2 separate regions of the Pan troglodytes genome follow, and region 2 is linked to region 1. A link is a contact called in public Hi-C data. All regions are on one chromosome and are shown on one strand. Each heading gives the region's core, a stretch centred on a gene start, on an enhancer-like site or on the middle of the called end of the contact. The rest is flanking DNA. Distances are from core to core; before and after follow the strand shown. Region 1 overlaps ZNRF3 (zinc and ring finger 3). Region 2 overlaps KREMEN1 (kringle containing transmembrane protein 1).

Region 1 (6,292 bases), core at 2,831-5,330:
GTACTCAAGAAATGGCCCAAGTTAAAGAGCAAAAAATAGGAACAAGAACTCATGGGATTAGAGTATTCTCTGCTAGAGATCTGAAAAATAAACAAAACTTTGCACCTTCCGTGTCATCGCAGAGTGCTTTACAAATTAGCGACTCCCTCTCAGGGGAAACAAAGAGGTACCAGATTCACTGAAGACCAAGGGTCCCTCTCCACTCATGATTAGGTAATTTTGAAGGGTAGATGCTTGGAATATTTTTCCTCCAAGGCCTTGAGAGTCTCTTAGTCTTCCAGGTAGGAAAAGGCCTGACAGATAAAGCAGATGTTTTATATTCAGGCTATGGTTCCCTATTTCCTTCCTTCTTTCCCTTCCTTTTCTTTCTTTTGAGACAGCTCTGTCGCCCAGGCTGGAGTGCAGTGGCATGATCATAGCTCACTGCAGTCTCGACTTCCTGGGCTCAAGCAATCCTCCTGCCTCAGCCTCCTGAGTAGCTAAGACTACATTTGGACCCCAACACGTATAGCTTTTTTTTTTCTCGGTAGAGATGGGGTCTCACTATGTTGCTGAGGCTGGTCTCCAACTCCTGCCTCAGGAGATCCTCCTGACTCAACCTCCTGAATAGCTGGGATTATAGGTATGAGCTTCGACGCCTGGCCATATGGTTCCTTATTTTTATAAAGTGGATGGCCGGGCGCGGTGGCTCATGCCTGTAATCCCAGCACTTTGGGAGGCCAAGGTGGGCAGATCACGAGGTCAGGAGATCGAGACCATCCTGGCTAACACGGTGAAACCCCGTCTCTACTAAAAATACAAAAAAAAAAAAAAAAAAAAAAAAAAAAAAATTAGCCGGGCGTGGTAAGGAGCACCTGTAGTCCCAGCTACTCAGGAGGCTGAGGCAGGAGAATGGCTTGAACCTGGGAGGCGGAGTTTGCAGTGAGCCGAGATTGCGCCGCTGCACTCCAGCCTGGGTGACAGAGTGAGACTCTGTCTCAAAAATAAATAAATAAATAAATAAATAAATAAATAAATAAATAAAAAATAAAAAGTGGACCCCAGGCTCAATCACTATCACTTTCCCTAGCTCCTTCTACATAGGGCTGAGCAGAAAGCCTACCATTCTCATAAGGATGTAAACCCACATACCTTATAACAGATGCTCTCCTGTGACACTGCCTAAACCCCCAATAACCTGGACTCTATATTAACAGGAGAGAAAGTTATATGAATGCTTCCATGGACGAGTAGAAGTTAAAAGTACTGCCCCATGCAAACCTCCCCTTGTTGAATCTGTAGACTTTTACTGAACAGACCAATGACAACATATAACACATACTTGATAAAATTGTATTTTTTTTTTTACAGTCATTTGTACAATTTGTTACAAAACCATAGAAGACTACAACTTGTTTTAAATCATTTTTGGTCTGCAAATATGTAAAATCTGTGTGCAATTATCATGTATTTACAGGGTCTTGTGTTAGTCATTTTCAATGATTATTCCAACAATGTCACACTCTCAACATAAGACATGGCTTAAGATAAATATATTAGTAAATAAATATTCTGAGAACATATTTCCATAAATGAAATGTGCTGCTATACATATACAGAATATACATAAGTTGTCTTCTAGCTTTTAAAACATTTTTTTAAAATGGTAATGTTGGAAAAAGAGCCCTTAGACCATTTTATTACAAAATCTTTACAGCAAGGTCTTTACAAAATCTCTTTTAAGTGCTATGGGAAAAATTAAAAAATTTTAAAATAGTGCCTCGTTAGACCAACACAATAGAAAGAGTTTACACAAAGAGTAGAAAAAGGCAGTTCTGTTTAAAGAATAATAGTCTCGACTAGTAATTATTTTTTAGACCTCATTTTAAAAGCATTAGTCCTGCACGAACTTCGAGTAGAGACTAGCAGCACATAAGTATGTGAGCAGTGGGACAGATGGGGCTTTATTTTATAAAAGGGCTTGGATTAGGAGGAGACAGGGAAGGAGCTGAGAGTTAAAGCCAGCTTACTGGGGCTGCATCCATAAAGAGGTACCTTGTTGGTAAACACCCAAACTTCCATTTTTAGCTGGTTCTAGAACTCTTCACTGTATATGGCTGTCCTACACCCAGGGCTGGGTCACTTGACCCTGCCCAACTGCCACACCCCAACTTAGAGGGATTGGGGGCAGGGGTTCTCAGTGGAAAGTGAGATACTCCTAGTTTCCATGGCTATAAAACCACTCACACACCACTCAGAGTCCACCGAAAAGGGTGTCTGTCATTGGTGGAGTCTTACAACTTCAAAGAGGACATTTCTTTTGATTTATGTGTGACAAAATAAGACCATTGGTTATTTTATTCCAGTGATCTCCCTGTCTGAGAAGCCAACACAAATTTAAAAGACAATGGTTGGTATTGCTGGGCGGGCGTGGTGGCTCACGCCTGTAATCCCAGCACTTTGGGAGGCCGAGGTGGGTGGATCACCTGAGGTCGGGAATTCAAGACCAGCCTGACCAACATGGAGATACCCTGTCTCTACCAAAAATACAAAATTAGCCGGGTGTGGTGGCGCATGCCTGTAATCCCAGCTACTAGGGAGGCTGAGGCAGGAGAATCACTTGGACCCGGGAGGCAGAGGTTGCAGTGAGGTGAGATCGCGCCATTGCACTCCAGCCTGGGCGACAAGAGCAAAACTCCATCTCAAAAAAAAAAAAAAAAAAAAGGCAATGGTTGGTATTTGGTATTTAAGGTTTTAAAATTGCATTTTTGTTTCTACCACCTGTAAGCTACAAAAATTAAATGGGTTTCTTTCGCCATCTGCAGCTATCACTTGTTCAAGTGAAAACTAGACACACTTACTTTAATAAGCCCAGTTGAAGCCACATTCTCTACTCATCTATTTATTGCTTAAGGCTATTGAGAGGTGGTTTTCCAGCCAGGGCTAAAGAAAGCCACTTTGGGAGTTCGGTTTCAGACGAGGAAGAAAAAATGCACTCAAAGGCATTAAAAACAAAACAAAACAAAAAAACCCCCCAGAAACAACAACAAAAAAATCTCAGTGAGAAGCTGCTTTTTGCAGTTCATATTAAAAGCCAGACCCTGCTTCCCTAAAACCACGCAATGCAAGCTGCTGTCCTTAGCAGCTGCTACTCCTGGCCCGAGAAATGAAGGCGTCCCAGATCACATGTCACCAGCTTAGGCGCTTCTCACACCCTCGATAACAGGTGTGCGGGGCGCAGTCCGAGGAGCAGCCCCCAAGGGACTGCACCCGAGGACGGAGGACGGATCTCACCAGTGAAGCCTCAGTGGCAAATGTTTTGATCATTTGATGTTGGAATTTGTCAAATCCTAGCTAGAGATAAGTAAATTTCCTCATCATACGCTGAGGTTAAGAAAAACATTCTGATAAGAGTGAGATTCTCGTTCAAGACTGGAGAACCCAGGTGGAGACTTGTTCAAGACTGGAGAATCACCTGGCAGCCCAGGTGGTCCTTGTTCTCCTACCCACAGGGGGCCAGGTCTCAAGTTTCCTATTCTCAAGTGAGCTTTCAGACCCACTGGGCCAGTTCTTTCAGATGGCAACAAATATCTGATGAATGAATGAATAAATAAATACAAGTGACCAGAAGAGTTAGTGAACACAAAGACTAATATTAGTTTCCTCTAAAAAAAATTTTTTTAAAGAACAAGGAATACATTGGACAAAAAAGGATGACAATCCCTGATCTGAAATAGCTTTAAATAGATTCTCTCTCCCTTTTAAAAATGAAACACCTTAAAACCACAACGGTTTGGGTTTTTAAACTCTCCCCTTCCCCTTAATAAAAAAGGCTGGAAAAATATACAAAAACCTACCCTTTGGGTGTAAACTATCTGATAGTCTCTCTCTCTCTCTGTCTCATGGAGAATCAATACATAATAGTGCATTAGGTAGACAGGATAGTAGACATCTGCAGACGAGATGAGCAATTTCAGCCATGAGGCAGAGGACTGAATAACCCTGAAGCGGTGCTTCCATGGGGAAACAGGATAGGAAAGGTATCATTCAAATGGAGCTCAGTGCAGACCTCGTAGGTCCAGTCACATGACCCCAGAAAGGCAGCCCAAGGAAGCAGCAGCCAAGGGGTGTGGCTGCCCCCACACAGATGCAGGCGCACTGCACATGGGTGTGCTGCTGGGTCAGTGGAGAGCACTCTCCCCCAGCCCCATCGGACACCAAGGCCGCAAAAGTACATTCCTTCTGGGTGTCTGTCCCCACACACCCCGTCGAGCCATTTCTGCAGCCAGTGGCAGGGGGCCCAAAATATTTTTGCAAAGGACTCCAAAGCCAGGACAACCAAAGGGGACAACCTCCTCTTCCCTGCCCGGAGGGTCAGAGTTCAGGTCGAGGGCCCCAAGAACATGCCCTTACTATGACCTGGACCTCAGCCAAGACCAGGGCTGTGAACTCTGTCATTTCACTTGGGACCATGACCTGAGGGGACAGACTGAGGACACTGGGCAGAATCGTCCCCATCACCCTGGAGCTTTCATAGCAGCGGCTTGACCTGGCTCCGCAGGGCTGTGGATCATGTACACCCTATTCCTAGCTGCTGCCATCACCTGCCTAAAGGCGTGGGCTGGAGAGGCATGGCGTCTGAGACCTGAAATCGTGTACATTGGGATTTGCCACGAGAAAGAAAGAGGCAGTTTTGCACTGCTCCTCAGAGCCTGTACCCCTATCAACTAGCTTTACTTCAAGTTTCTGGTTCATTTTCTAAGGCAGGTGAAGCCCTGAGCTTTTCAAAGGCCTGAGCTCCCTTCAGGGAGACAACAGTATCTACACATGATGTGGTTCATTTAATGCAGCAGTGATTTTTTTTTCTTTTTCAGCAAAAGTTGGCGGTTAGGGTTCTTTAAAATATATATTTAAATAACTTTTTACATTTACATACAATATCTTAAAAAAAAAACAAAGCAGAGAACTCAATCCCACACCTCGGAACCCCAAGCACACACACTTTACAAAACAGAACAACATGTTATCAAAAGAGGCAAAGGACTCGGAGAATTTTGTCTGTTGATTTGTTAATGGGGTAGGGGGTGGTTTTGCCACAGGGGGCTCACATTTTGGGTTGACAAGGAGGGCTCTCTTTATTACCACTTTTGTGTGTTTGTCAAAGCTAAAAAAATTTTTTGTTTTTGTTTTTTGAAAGAAGTCAGTTTGGAGTCTCCATACAGTTCCCAATTTCCAGGTAAGAGTTCCTCCTGAGCTCAGGCTCCCGGGCTGCTGCTGTCTGCTGAGTGAGATCTCGGTCCTGGGAAAGAGAGAGAACAATCATCAGGGGAGGGAGCTGGCACCACACATGGGACCAGGCAAGGGACTCAAGTGGCTCTGTCCCCAGCGTGTGGCAGGCCTGTGTATGCTAAAGGGCTGAAGCAGGTTCCTGTTCCCAGAGGGGCTCCATTTGTGCTGAGAGCACAGGTGCCTCCTGGAGAGCCAGCCTCTCATTTGGATGTACAGAGCTTTCTAGAAGCCCTCAGGTAGCATGAAAGCCCAATATATTAAAGATGTTAACTGGGTGCCCGGTGTGCATCAGGCCCTGGGAAAAGCAGTAGAGAGGACTCCCTCACAGAGCTTACGAACCTTGAGACAAAGTAATTTAGCAATAGGATGACAGAAGTGAACAGAAGGTGTGTAGGTGATCTCAGAGGGGGCTGGAGTGTTACCTAACCTAAGATCTGGAGGAGAAAAGTAGCGGACAGGTCTGGGGGCTGGAATGAGCTTGGCACATGGGAAGAACGGGACAGGGGCCACAGGGGGTGAAAGCAGGAAGCAAGGAGAGTGAACCAGGAGCTCATCAGATGGGTTGGCAGGAGCTGGATCACACAGAACTGAGTGAGATGCTAACATTCATTATTATTATTTTTGAGATAGGGTCTTGCTGTGTTGCCTAGGCTGAAGTGCAGTGGTGAGATGACTACAGCCTCAATCTCTTGGGCTCAGCCTCCTGGGTATCTGGGACTAATGGCATGTGTCACTGTGCCCAGCTAATTAAAAAAAAAATTTTTTTTTTTAAATAGATAGGGTCATTCTATGTTCCCCAGGCTGGTCTCCAACTCCTGGCCTCAAGTGATCCTCCTGCCTTGGCCTTCCAAAGCACTCAGCCAGGAGTTAACCTTTTTTTTTTTTTTTTTTTGAGACGGAGTCTCGCTCTGTCGCCAGGCTGGAGTACAATGGGGCGATCTCAGCTCACTGCAACAACGGCGTCCCGGGTTCAAGCGATTCTCCTGCCTCAGCCTCCCGAGTAGGTAGAACTACAGGCACACGC
Region 2 (6,379 bases), core at 3,084-5,583, 97 kb before region 1:
GGAATAGAACTGTACTTACCTCATGGGGTTGCTGGGAGAGTCAAAGGAAATAAGGCACCGTATGTAGAGTTGAGCGGGGAGCCTGGTCCGAGGGTGTTTAGTGAATGCAATGTCAAGATGACCGAGTGCCTGCCCCTCAGCAGCCTTGCTCCTCCCAGCTCTGCGTGCAGGCCCTGGGGCTCCCCCGAGTGGTTTGATGAATGCTAGGGCTGCTCACAGCCCTTCATCTGGAATGGGGTGCAGCAGTGTGGGGGCCTTCTTAGGGGTGGGTTCCTAGTACCTCATTTAGAGTTTTGAAGAGGCAGCCAGCGTCCTGTGCGGAGAGCATTCCAAGGCCTGGAAGGCCCACCAATCACCAAGTTCTAGCACAGGCCCAATCAATCACTCCCACAACCTGCTGCAGACTGGCTGGCGGAAGATCAGATGCCCTGGTTGCTGAGGGTTAATTACCAACTTGGCACCCATTGTCTCAGGGAGAAATTGCAAGAGTCTTTCTCTTTTTGTCTCTTTCCAAAGGCATAAACATCTGTACTGCAAGTGGCCCAGGGGGCCTGGAGATGTTTATTTTGTAGTTAACAAAGAGAAGGACATTTTGGCTTGGGAGCTGAGCATTCTGCTGGCCCAAAGCTTCTGGGAGACTCCCTGCACTGGGAGGTGTCTCCAGGAGTGGCTCAGGGTGGGGCAGGGCAGTGGTGTGGGTGATGCTGGGCAGCAGAATAGATGTCTAGTCCAGGGCATTGGCCAGGCCCCCTCCTGGGGGCAAGCAGGGGAAGCAGTGTTCCTCAGTGCTCCTAGTGCGTGCTGGAAACACATGCACCAGCCTTTTAACAGTGCTTCCACTGAGCAGTGTGACAGTGAGAGAGACTTATGTTGTTCTTTTTGTTTTGTGTGCTTTCCAAATTTTTTTTTTTTTTGAGATGGAGTTTCACTCTTGTTGCCCAGGCTGGAATGCAGTGGCACCGTCTCAGCTCACTGCAACCTCTGCTTCCCTGGTTCAAGTGATTCTCCAGCCTCAGCCTCCTGAGTAGCTGGGATTACAGGCACGCGCCACCACACCCAGCTAATTTTTGTATTTTTAGTAGAGACGGGGTTTCGCCATGTTGACCAGGCTGATCTCAAACCCCTGACCTCAGGTGATCCGCCTGCCTTGGCCTCTCAAAGTGCTGGGATTACAGGTGTGAGCCACCGGGCCCAGCCTCCAAATTTTAAAATAATCCACCTGCACTTTATTTTCAAACTTGCACATGTAATGCATGAATGTAAGAGATTCAAGCCACATATAAATATATCAAATAAAATGTGAAAATGTAAGTGTCCTCACCTTCTCTTTTCCTTTTTTTTTTTGGAGACAGGGTTTCACTCTGTTGCCCAGGCTGGAGTGCAATGGCGTGATCACGGCTCACTGCAGCCTAGACCTCCCAGACTCAAGTGATTCTCCCACTTCGGCCTCCTGAGTAGCTAGGACTACAGGCACACACCACCATGCTTGGCTAATTTTTATATTTTTGGTAGACACCGGGTTTTGCCATGTTGCCCAGGCTGGTCTCGAACTCCTGGGCTCAAGAGATCCACTTACCTTGGCCTCCCAAAGTGCTGGGATTACAGGCGTAAGCAACTGCCCCTGGCCTCCTCCTGTCTTCCTCCTTTCCTTTTCCAAAGGTGACCACTATAAGAGTTAGGCATAGAACTTGCAGGACTTTGCTGGTGCCTTTGTATACACATACATATATTTCCCTCCCTCTTTTTAAAATTTGGCCAAAAAAAAAATTACACTTATGCTTTCTTCTTTGACTTTTTTCACGTAAGATATTCTGATACAGTGTGTGTAGAAGCACTACATTAATTTGTTCTTTTTTTTTCATTGCCTTTGGAGATTATACACCACATTAATTTCAATGGTGACATAGGATTTCATAGTATGGAGGTAGAATAATTCATCTGATCACTTATCTGATAGAATGAGTTCTTTAGAGGGCTTGGTGAGAGTGAGACCTGGGCTAATGTCCAGGTTTAGGGTCAGGAAACCTGTGACATTATTTTTTTCTTTTTTCTTTTCTCTCGCAATTTTGCCCAGGCTGATTCTGAACTCCTGGGCTCAAGGCATCCTTCCTCTCAGCCTCCAGAGTAGCTGGGATTACAGGCACGCATCACCGCGTTGGGCAAAAAATCCGTGTAACTGTAATGGAAGGGCTTGAGAGCAGTTGCGGTTCAGGGCTGGCCTTCTTCCGCAGATCTGCGGTCTTACCACGGGGCGGCGCTGGTGAGCAAGCCTGCGCCGGGACAGCTCCTGCAGGAAAGGCGAGGGCGGCAGGAGGCGGCGGCTGGGGGCTCTGCCGCAGCGGGAGCTGGGCGGGCGGGCAGCTCCTTACCTCTGCCAGCTGGGCCAGGGGCCTTAGCCTATTTGTCCACCTGCAGCATTGGGGGAACTATGAGGACATTCAAATTCTGCATTTGTTCCCTTACCTGAAGCAACAGATAAGGAAATCCACTGCAGGCAGGGAGTCGGCAGAAAAGGGTATTTTCACCCAACAGCTAGGTCCCTAAGAAAGTAAAGGTCAGTAGATACCTTTATTAAATGGGGTCACATATTGAAGGTCCTGGGGAAAACCAGCTACTTGAAGGAACCAAGTCAGGAATTATTCTCTAAGGAGGGAACTGCCCCTACTTTGTGCATTGTAAACTTGGAGTTTGATAAATAGGGTTCTCAATCTGAAAGGCAGGGCAAATCTGAGGTGCCCCCTGCTCCTGGTGGTCCCCTGAGTTTACTGATAAAAATTGTTAAAATGTATTGAGGACTCACAGGCCAGTCACTGAGCTAAATATTGTACCTTTCTTATTTCATTTAATCTTCACAACAACCCTATGAGAAACTACTGCTGTATCTTTCTTTCTTTCTTTTTTTTTTTTTGAGAGGAAGTCTTGCCGTTACCCAGGCTGGAGTGCAGTGACTAGATCTCGGCTCACTGCAACCTCCGCCTCCCAGGTTCAAGCGATTCTCCTGCCTCAGCCTCCCAGAGTAGCTAGGGAGTAGCACGCCAGGCTAATTTTTTTCTATCTTTAGTAGAGACGGGGTTTCAACATGTTGGCCAGGCTGGTCTCAAATTCCTGACCTCAGGTGATCCGCCCACCTCGGCCTCCCAAAGTGCTGGGATTACAGGCATGAGCCACCATGCCCAGCCTGTACCTATTTTCTAGATGAATAAATGGAGGTTATAAAGGAGCCAGGCATGGTGGCTGGTGCCTGTAATCTCAGCACTTCGGGAGGCCAAGACGAGAGGATCACTTGAGCCCAGGAGTTCAAGACTAACCTGGGCAACATAGTGAGACCCTGTCTCTACAATAATTAAAAAAAAAAAAAAAAAATCAGCTGGACGTAGCAGCCCACGCCTGTGGTCCCAGCTACTCAGGAAGCTGAGATGGAAGGATTGTTCAAACCCAGGAGAGTGAGGCTGCAATGAGCTATGATTGTGCTGTCAGAGGCAATGGAAACAGAGCGACTCCATCTTGAATAGGGGCTGAATAAAATGAGGCTGAGACCAGCTGGGCTGCATTCTAAGGAGGTTGGGCATTCTTAGTCACAGGATGAGATAGGAGGTCGGCAGGACTGGTTTCACAAGATACAGGTCACAAAGACCCCGCTGATAAAATGAGATGCAGTGAAGAAGCCGGACAAAACCCGCCAAAACCAACATGGCTGGTTGTCCTCACTGGTCATTATGTGCTAATTATAATTCATTAGCATGTGAAAAGACACTCCCACCAGGGCCATGACAGTTTATGAATGCCATGGCAATATCTGGAAGTTACCCTATATAGTCTAAAAAGGGAAGGAACCCTCAGTTCCGGGAACTCCCCACCCCTTTCCCAGAAAACTCATGAATAATCCATCCCTTGTTTAGTATATAATCAAGAAATAACCGTAAGTCTACTCAGTCAAGCAGCCCATGCCGCTGCTCTACCTATGGAGTAGCCTTCCTTTATTCCTTTACTTTCTTAATAGACTTGCTTGCACTTTACTGTCAGCTCACTCTTGAGTTCCTTCCTGCTTCAAGCCAGGAACCCATGCGGCACCCCCAGGCTGAATCCCAGTTTTGGAGTTTACCCTGTGACGGTGCCACTGCTCTCCAGCCTGGGTGACAGAGTGAGACCCTGTCTTTACAGAGAGGAAAAAAAGGAAAGGTTGTGCTTGGCAGGCAGTGTGCCAGAGCCCCAAGAGTCAGCAGGAGGGGTTGGGGGGAGAGTGGGGGGGTGCAAGGGGCGGGGAGGAGCTGGAGAAAGTTGAGCAGATTCTGTCTCCCGCTGGGAGATCCCAGCCCAGTAAGTCAGCGCACAGAAGGGCAGGCCTCGCCCGTCTCACAGGACTGAGAAGAAAGGCGAGTTTCTAAGAGACTGGAGGACTCCCTACATGGGAAAGGGAAGTGATTTTAGCCCGTTTGGCTGGGAGTTCGGCGGATGGTTCCAACTCACGGGTATTAGCAGAGGGGAACAAGGAATTGCTGAGGGTGGCAAATTGGTTATAATTAAGAGAACCTGGGAGATGCAAAACAATGTGAAGGCCACCAGCTGTCCTGGATTTGGAGACTCTGTCCTTGGAGCCGCTTGCAGGGGGTTGGAGGGATGGCTCAGGAAGCCAGCCGCCCTCCCCTGCAGTGCAGACCATTCAGCAAAGACTGCAGGAGGATGGAGCCTCTCTGCCTGATATTCCCAGGGCCCAGGGGACTGCCCTTGCTCCTGGGTCTTCCTTCCTGCTTCACTGTCACCTTTTCTTCCTCCACAATTTAAATGCACCCATCTTGTCTCTTAGGAAAGCAAACAGGCTTGGGAGTGGGCTCAAATCCTGACTCCTGTGCTTTTTTTTTTTTTTTTTTTTTTTAAGACAGAGTCTTGCTCTGTCTCCCAGGCTGGAGTGCAATGGCACAATCTCGGCTCACGGCAACCTCCACCTCCCCGGTTCAAGCAATTCTCCTGCCTCAGACACCTGAGTAGCTGGGATTACAGGCATGTGCTACCACACCTGGCTAATTTTTATATTTTTAGTAGAGACAGGGTTTCACCCTGTTGGCCAGGCTAGTCTCAAACTCCTGACCTCAAGTGATCCACCCACCTCAGCCTCCCAAAGTGCTGAGATTACAGGCATGAGACATCATGCCTGGCCGGTTTTTACACTTTTTAATTTTGGGGGGAAAAAATCAAAAGAATAGCATTTTGTAGCATTTCATGACACATGAACATTATATAAACTTCAGGTTTTGGTGTCCGTGAAGTTTTATGGGAACACAAGCGTGACCATTTGTTTACATATTGTCTGTGGCTAATAACAAGGGGAGCTTGGTGGCCCCCATCCCCCCACTCCTCATGGAGTTGCGTAGATGGCTCCAGGGCTTGTTGGAGTCATCCAGGGTCCCAGTGGCTGGCCTGTGGTTCTGGTCAATGGATCTGAGACTGTATAGCCTGCAAAGTCTAAAATGTTTAGTATTTAGCCTTTTACAGAAAATGTTTGCCGACCTCTGGCATAAATGCCTGAGAACAGGTGATCAGTAAAATGTATCCTGTTATTCGTATTATTATGACTGTTACTATTATCCCTCCTGGCCTCATTTTAACTTTCAAATAATCATGCTCATGGCTTAATGGAGAGATTCTAAACCTGAGGTCCATGGAAGGGTTTCAGGGGGCAGGGGGTCTCTGGACCCCTGCAGTTTGGCAGATGGGGTCTTTTTTGCAGGGAGAGGCTCCATCCAACCCCTGGTTCTCAAAGGGGTTTGTGTCATCAAATAGGTAAAGAAGTGTAGGTTTGATTCTTCCTTGACCCAGGAAAATCGATCCACACTTTCCCTGGGCTTTCCAGAGGCCATATCCTTGAAGATGAGCTATTTGGGGGCCCACCCACTGCCTGTGTTGGAGGGGCCTGCAGCTCAACAGGAGTGAGGACCCCCAGCTTTGGAGCCAGTGGTCCCAGGCTGAGTCCGAACCTTGGCGGCCCCTGGCTGGACCCCTTCTCTGACCCTCAGTTCCCTTGCTGGGTTGCGGCAAAGATGAATTCGGTAATGTCTGTTGGTCACTTGGCACAGCGTCTGGTACACAGTAGGTACTGCAGAGATGGTAGTGGTTATTAATCTTATTGTCCTTGCACATTCAAAAGTGCTTTCCTCAGCTCACTCAGACCCAGGAAAAGCTGCCCCTGTGTTTGGCTGAATTTGAGGTCTGAATACCCCTTGAGGGCCCTTAATCTCTATCTTTGGTACCAGCAACTAAGGCAAGTCCGCTAAACATTCACATGATCAATATGCAAAGAAGCACGACCCTCAGTGAAGTTTTTAAAAGTTCAGTGACCTCATTTGAAGAGAGACAATGCTACTAAGACGGAAATAAATGGGAT

The links. Hi-C and Micro-C count contacts between places; a contact is called where the count stands out from the background.
Region 2: a contact with region 1 is called in a Hi-C map of induced pluripotent stem cells, with 2.5 times the contacts expected there. The contact joins two enhancer-like sites. A contact is called at or near these places in 2 of 7 Hi-C or Micro-C datasets (induced pluripotent stem cells and stem cell-derived neural progenitor cells).

Annotation. Positions count from the first base shown.
Region 1 is chr23:31,200,584-31,206,875 of NHGRI_mPanTro3-v2.0_pri, reverse strand. It overlaps ZNRF3 (zinc and ring finger 3), which reads right to left. Exons shown (of 9, transcript XM_515054.9): 9 at 4,867-5,278. The coding sequence ends at 5,235. C22H22orf31 (chromosome 22 C22orf31 homolog) reads left to right here. Exons shown (of 3, transcript XM_009438090.5): 3 at 1-134. The coding sequence ends at 39. Among named protein-coding and RNA genes, the nearest start is that of KREMEN1, 17 kb to the left of the region's middle. Within about 2 kb of position 4,080, at least 2 of the 24 cell types and tissues checked have an H3K27ac peak or open chromatin away from gene starts, as enhancers often do. A contact at or near this core is called in induced pluripotent stem cells, where this site is marked.
Region 2 is chr23:31,298,230-31,304,608 of NHGRI_mPanTro3-v2.0_pri, reverse strand. The region is part of intron 9 of KREMEN1 (kringle containing transmembrane protein 1); the gene reads right to left. Among named protein-coding and RNA genes, the nearest start is that of EMID1, 52 kb to the left of the region's middle. Within about 2 kb of position 4,333, at least 8 of the 24 cell types and tissues checked have an H3K27ac peak or open chromatin away from gene starts, as enhancers often do. A contact at or near this core is called in induced pluripotent stem cells, where this site is marked.